Regions from separate parts of the Rattus norvegicus genome. Here region 2 is linked to region 1. Evidence: chromatin contacts called from public Hi-C data. All regions are on one chromosome and are shown on one strand. The core of a region is the stretch at or near the end of the contact, and the rest is flanking DNA. Distances in the headings are between cores, read along the strand shown. Region 1 overlaps Dip2c (disco-interacting protein 2 homolog C). Region 2 has its middle 87 kb from the start of Dip2c.

The links. A called contact is a pair of places that touch in the nucleus more often than the background predicts.
Region 2: a Hi-C map of liver shows a contact between it and region 1, with 3 times the contacts expected there. The contact joins two enhancer-like sites. A contact is called at or near these places in 2 of 12 Hi-C or Micro-C datasets (frontal cortex and liver).

The regions. Positions count from the first base shown.
Region 1 is chr17:65,650,955-65,654,615 of GRCr8, forward strand. All of the region lies in intron 1 of Dip2c (disco-interacting protein 2 homolog C), which reads right to left. Among named protein-coding and RNA genes, the nearest start is that of Dip2c, 71 kb to the right of the region's middle. Within about 2 kb of position 1,302, at least 16 of the 93 cell types and tissues checked have an H3K27ac peak or open chromatin away from gene starts, as enhancers often do.
Region 2 is chr17:65,809,041-65,812,176 of GRCr8, forward strand. No RefSeq gene overlaps it. Among named protein-coding and RNA genes, the nearest start is that of Dip2c, 87 kb to the left of the region's middle. Within about 2 kb of position 1,286, at least 34 of the 93 cell types and tissues checked have an H3K27ac peak or open chromatin away from gene starts, as enhancers often do.

The sequences.
Region 1 (3,661 bases), core at 52-2,551:
GGTATTACAAAAGTCCACTGGCACACAAATTTTATATGTATAGATACTAGTCACTCAGAGTGCATAAAAATACAAGTTCTCAGTGGTTACGAGCACTCTGCTCTTGCAGAGGACCTGGCTCAGTTCCCCAGTACCATACAGTGCTTACGACCATCCCCGAACTCCAGTTACAGGAGATTCAACACCCTCTTCTAGCTTCCATAGGCACCAGGCATACGTATGGTACACAAAGATGCAGGTAAAACAAATATATATAAAACTTTGAAAGAAACAAAAAAGCAAAACACAAAGATCTTGCTTGCTTAGCTTTAAGATATAGCAGAAAGGGACACACAGCCCTAGAGAATTCCATCTCTGGACAAGCTCACTGACAGACCTACTAGACAACCAGTGACAGATTCACTTAATGAACAAGTGTAATCAGACAGTCTCTGTTCAAGGAGTCCAATTCTCCAGCAATGCTGTAACCTGCTCCCCAGTCCAAGGCCAAACAAAGTAAAGGAGAGGTGTGCTCACCTGTACCTCCACCTCACAGGGAGAAGACAAGCTAAAGTAGCACTTGATGAGAATGAAAGTTCTCATTCCCAAACAATGTTGGGCTTTCTAGTGTCTCCTATCCTGACACAGAGCAAGTGCTGCCGGGATGGCCTTTGCATCCCCATCAGCATCCACAACCAACCTCACAGCCCAAGTGCCAGGTGGTAGTGACTTGCCACCACCCAAGAGCTTGAACATAGCCAAGAGTGTGACCTTCCCTCAGCCTCAGTTTCCACACCTATAAAGTATCAGCTCAAACAGACAATAAGGTGGTGTGATTTTCTATAAATAAGAAGCACATTCTGGCATGTGAGTTGAGACTCTGATGCCTGGACTGTGCAGCCAGACCCGAGATCTGCAGCAGCTGAGGGAACATGAGCCAGCAAAGGAATCTGATTTGGAGCCAATTCAAGGCCTAAAATTGGTTCCACTGGTTTCATATTCTTGGCAAGGCCTGAGCAGGCAAACAACTGCAATAGTTTCCACCTAGCATATCTCAGATTCCTTACCTCTTTTCATAATTATCGCTGTTTCTAATTAATGATAATTAGGATGGGGACTTAACAGCAGGTAATTAGAGCAATTGCACAGTTTGCTACTATATTATAATGTCATAGGTTCCATAGGACTCTATAGGAGGAACTGCGGCCTGAGAATGGAGGTCAACAGCTTCTTCTCTCAACCCAAGAAAGCAGCTTTTTCACTCATGTACTCCTGTAGTTCAAGGCCCAGGCCAGCAGCCTGGTAAGAAAGGTAGAGCATAGAACTTTCTAACCAAATCCTTCTCAATCTCAAACCGTTACCTGACCTGGCACCTTTCTCCAGCTCAAGATATTCTAATGCCTCCTCTATAACCTTGGGTATATGAGACCAAGGACTGTATTCCTAGTCAGTAATCTGAATCAACTATAGCACTTTGCTACTAAGAACCAGAGAGCAAACTCAGCAAACATTCAAAGAATTTTTCCTTTCAAAAAAAAAAAAAAACAACAACAATAAAACACCTAAATACACCAACAGACTCTAATCAACAGCCACCTTTGTGTTCATGTGTCATTCATTTTTTAATATAGGGTCTCGGGCTGGAGAGATGGCTCAGTGGTTAAGAGCACTACATGCTCTTCCAGAGGTCCTGAGTTCAGTTCCCAGCCACCACATGGTGGCTGACAACCATCTGTAATAGGGATCCGATGTCCTCTCTGGTGTGTCTAAAGACAACTACAGTGTACTCACATCAAATAAATAAATTTAAAAATAATATAAAATAGGGTCTCTCGCTGACATGACCTTCCAATTAGACAGGCTAGCCAGTGAACTCCAAGGATCCGTCTCTTCCTCTCCACACTAGGGTTATAAGCACACGCCACCATAGCTGGCCTTTACCTTTAAAACAGTGTTCTAGGACTCAAACATGTTTATAATCAAGCATTTTCCTGATTCCCCAAGATTCTTCTGCACTTTTTGTCACACAGATAATTCAGACAACTCTATAGAGTCCAAACTGGCCAAAAGTTAAACAGAGGTGACTTTCCATTCACAAATAATGATCAATACCACAGGAAGCCCTACCATCCTTGTGTGAAGCTAGTGTTTCCCTACAGACTCAAAGATAAGGGAGCCCAGCCAAGGAAACACAGAGCTGCCCTCAGACACCACGCAGTCTGGCTTGTCACTTAGCTCTCTCTAAACAGAGCACCTAAACGCTAACATGCTAACTCTGTCATAGTACGATTCACAGTAGTCCGCATATCACTCGCTATCTATAGGCTGAGAGAGAAGCCAGCAGCCAGCACCAGCAAGCTCTTCATCAGGCATCAGAATCCCTTCACAGCCAAAGGCCTGTGGACCTTTCAGAGGTCAGAGGATCTTCTGCCAAGGCGCCCCACTCTGGCACAGAGCTATCTTTCAGAACTTTGCTTTGTCTAATGCAGGAGGCAGCAGTCACCTGTGACTAAAGGACTATATTTGTAATTTATCTTTTCAAATGCATCGTCATTAAATATTATAATTCAATTTAATGTTCCCCGAAGACTACTGCTGCCATGGACATCACTCTCCTCCTGAACAAGAATGTAAGTTGGTGCCACACGGGAGGAGTTGTCCTCTGACCTCCACACACACATGCTGCTGTGCCACAGGCACACACACCCATACACACAGGATAACTTAAATTTAAAAATGTCTCCCACCTCTGAGTTCTGCAACTAAGTCAACAGAGGAAAGGGACTCTGTTAGCATGAGAAAGCAGTGCAGTGAGAACTAAGTCTCTAAGTCAAACGGACCTCCTGTGTCATCTGCAATGTATGTGGAAACCAGAGGAGACCGGAAGAAGGACATTGGCCCTATCATTTTGAAGCGAGGTATCTCATACACCTGGAGGTAAGTACTCCAGTAATCTGCCTGTTGTTACTTCCCTAGCACCGGGACCTTTAAGTGTAAACTACCACGTATGGCTTTTTATGCGGGTTCTAGGAAACAAATTCAGGTACTTATATACTGAGCACTTTAACAATTAGTTATCACTCCAGCCACCCAGCTCTGCCTTTGACACCTGCTCTAATAACAAACGAGACTTCAGGTGATTTCAGTGTCCTCCGCTTAAGATGAGTAATCCCAATACTTAGTACGAGCATCAGGATCAGAGATGACATCACCAACCATTTAGTACTATTTCTGAACCAAAGACTATTGTTTGTTCTATGCAAGAGAGAAAGGCAATTTGCCTGTTTCCAAACTCACAGAAAAAGGTATGGCTACGCAGTTTCCAGGACACATTTTGTGTTCCTCGATGAAATGTAAAATCTAGGTTCTATTATAAAATTGTATAAGATTCGAGCCCTAGGTCAGCTCTGACAGCAAATATTTAGGTGACAAAACAGCAATCTGTGTACTCCATTGCTTTTCTATTTCAGGAAAAATAGTTCATCCAGATATTAAACAAAAGAAAAACGCTCACATCTAATCAAATACTACCATAGCTATCTTTTCAAACTCAAAAAAATTTAAACTTGCAGACAATCTTTAAGTGTTCAAATGATATTTCCTTAGTAACTAACTGTTCAGTAGCTCTGAAGAGACCATGATCAAGGCAGCTTATAGAAGAAAGCACTTGGGGCAGGGTGGA
Region 2 (3,136 bases), core at 36-2,535, 160 kb after region 1:
CATTTTTACCCCTGAACCCCCAACCCTCTCCTCCCCCTCTCCCTCCTCTCCATGCCCTCCTCTCCCTCCTCTCCCCCTCCCCCCTCACAGGTCTCATGTAATCCAGACTGGCCTCAGGTTTGATAGGAACTGGAGGATGACCTTTTATCTGGACACACCCTGGAGAAAGTGGGGAGTAAGAAGCTGGGCTGGAGCGAGAACGCAGCGATGAAGAGCACGTCGCTCTTGCAGAGAAACCTGGTTTGATTCCCAGCACCCACATGGTGGCTTCAAATCATCTATAACTCCAGCCCCAAAGGATCCGAAGCCTTCCTCTGACCTTCAACCTACATAACCAGGCAGGAACATGGTGAATGTATATACTCACAGGCAACGCACTCAGACACATAACTGATTAACTAACTAAATAAATCTGTAACTTAAAAAAAAAAGAAGGAATGGGTTGGGGATTTAGCTCAGTGGTAGAGCGCTTGCCTAGCAAGCTCGAGGCCCTGGGTGGTTCAGTCCCCAGCTCCAAAAAAAAAAGAAGGAAAAATAAATAAAAGCTGTGGGGGGTGGGGTGGGGAGGGCTTGGAATATGGCTTCTTCTGCAAGCTTGAGCACCTGAATTCCATCTCTGCATGAAAACCCATGCAGGAGCTGGACACCATGGTGCAAACTTGTAGTTCCAGTGGCAGAGGCTGAGACAGGCAGATCCCTGGGGCCCTATCGCTAGCTAGTCTTCTACTGAATGAGTTCCAGGCAAGGCCTTGTCTCAGAAAAGAACTGGTAGCCAGCTCTTCAGGAACAACAGCAGAGGTCACCTTCTGGCCTCTGCACGTCCACCTATGACCCCTCCCATGACTGTGGGGACATTTTGTTCAGGGGGCCAGGACTTCCACCTGACAGTTTGATCTAATGTGGCAGCTGAGGTAGACGCTGTCTCAGAAAGGCCAGTCTGTCAGGGAGGGCAGGACAAAGCAAACGAGGGGTCCCTGCTGGCATTCGACTCAGCCACTCAAAATCTTCACCTCATTTCTCCTTCATCCACCCTCACCTGGGGTGGGGAGCAGAACTATGCCCACTTAAAGGCAGAGAGAGCTGACTCCACAGCCCAGGTCCAGCGTAGAGCCAGGGTGTTAGCGTCAAAGGCTTTTCCCAAGCCCCAGGCAAGGAGGAGGGATGAGTCATGCCTTCCTACTCAGGAGAAGGAACAGAACCAAATGCCTCCTTCATCACTGAGTCACGGCTCGGAAGTGCCATTTTTAGACGTCTCAGGAGGCTCCGAGTTGGTGAATCAGAATACCCAGTACCGAGCTAGACTTTACAGAAGCCTGAAGTCCAAGAGGCGGAGTCTGGCACACTGAGCACACACAATTAGACGGGCACTGCCTACACAGAACCGCTGGGCTCGTGGACCTCCTTCAGGGAGGGTTAACCCTGCTTCTAAGGGATTAGTGTGCTGCACTCCCGGGAAGGGATGCAGGGGAGAGGAGTGGGGGTGGAACAGGGTTCAGGCTACATTGGAGAATGTAGGGTTGGTATCCTGGCTACAGTGGGAGGTTCATAATGTGAAGTTGCCTCAAGCTGTCACTAAGTCACTTGTGTAGTGTATCTCGGGGTTCTTTGAGAACAACAGCAACTCTTCAGAGTTTCTTGCAGCAGGGGTCCTAGGACACCAGCATGGGATACATAGAGTATGTGACTCATAAGGGTCTGGGTGGAGAAATGGTTAGCCTGCCCTTCCCTTCCCTTCCCTTCCCTTCCCTTCCCTTCCCTTCCCTTCCCTTCCCTTCCCTTCCCTTCCCTTCCCTTTCTCTCTCTCTCTCTCTCTCTCTCTCTCTCTCTCTCTCTCTCTCTCCCCCCCACTTTCTCCCTCCATGTGTGTCTTTACTGTTCTGTTAGCATCTCTGTTGAGCATATAACCAACCACAGTCACTTGTGCCCACCCAAGGGCCAAGGCCAGGAAAGTTAGATTCCTTGGGAAATTCTAGTTTGAGGCATCCATTGTTTCCACACTCAAGAGCCCTTAACTCAAGTTAAGAGACAAACATGCATACATCTTTGGAACATCTTCATTCCTCCTGGTGGTTACAGAACTACAGCAGGCTTAGGGCCCTTAGCACTAGAGACATGACTAGCTCTGTGGTGACAAATGCCTCCAGCCACCTGAGGGCATGCAGCCCCCACGTGCCTAAACTCCTGTGTTCAGCTTTGAGTATGGCCTGGGGACCAAGGGCATGGTATCAACACTGGCTTATGTGCCATAACAAGGCAAGGAGATTCTGCTCTGCAACTGGGCTAGGACCAACCAAGGCTCCAGAAGGAGGAACTCACTTGCAACTGGGTCATGGGTGGTAGAGAGGGCAGCATAAACGTGAAACACCCTCCAGGAGACAACGAACTCTCCATGGTGTCCCATTTCTGAGTATACACCCTGAAGAATTAAAAGCTGGGTCTCCAAAGATGCCTGCTTACCTCTCCACTCCCATCATGTGGAAAACAGCCAGGAGGTGGAGGCTGGGCAAGCATCCGTGAGAGAGGAATAAACAGAACACGCTGGGTACACACACGACGCAGACTCAGCTTTAAAGGTAGCGAGGAGGGCTGGGAAAATGGCTTAACAGGTAACAGCTCTGACATACAAGCGTGAGGATCTGAGTTCAAATCCCCAAAATCCGTGTCAAGGGATTCTATAACCCCAGTGTAGTAGTAGAGGGGCAGAGGCAAGAGGATTCCTGGGGCTTGCTGGCTACCAGCCTAACTCCATGTTCCGTGAGACAGCCTGCCTCATGGGGGCGTAAATCAGTGATGGCACAGGGCCTCCTACATCCTCCTCTGGCCCCCGTGCATGCAAGGGCCGGCACACACATGCACCACATATACATGCAAACAAACAAATAAAAAAATCGCAAGAATTTTAAAAATAGGAAGAAAATGGTGGCTGTCATGTGGATGAGCCTTGAGGCACTGTGCCAAGTGCAATGTTATACAAAGGCCAATGTCTGCCTAATGACTCCCTGTGTAAAGCCCCTAGAATAGTCAGATACACAGAGGCAGGATGTAGACCCTGGTTGCCAGGACATAGGAAGGAGTTGGTGCTTCGAAGAGGCGGGGCCGCAGTTTGGGAGGATGAAATGTTCTGCAGACGGGTGGT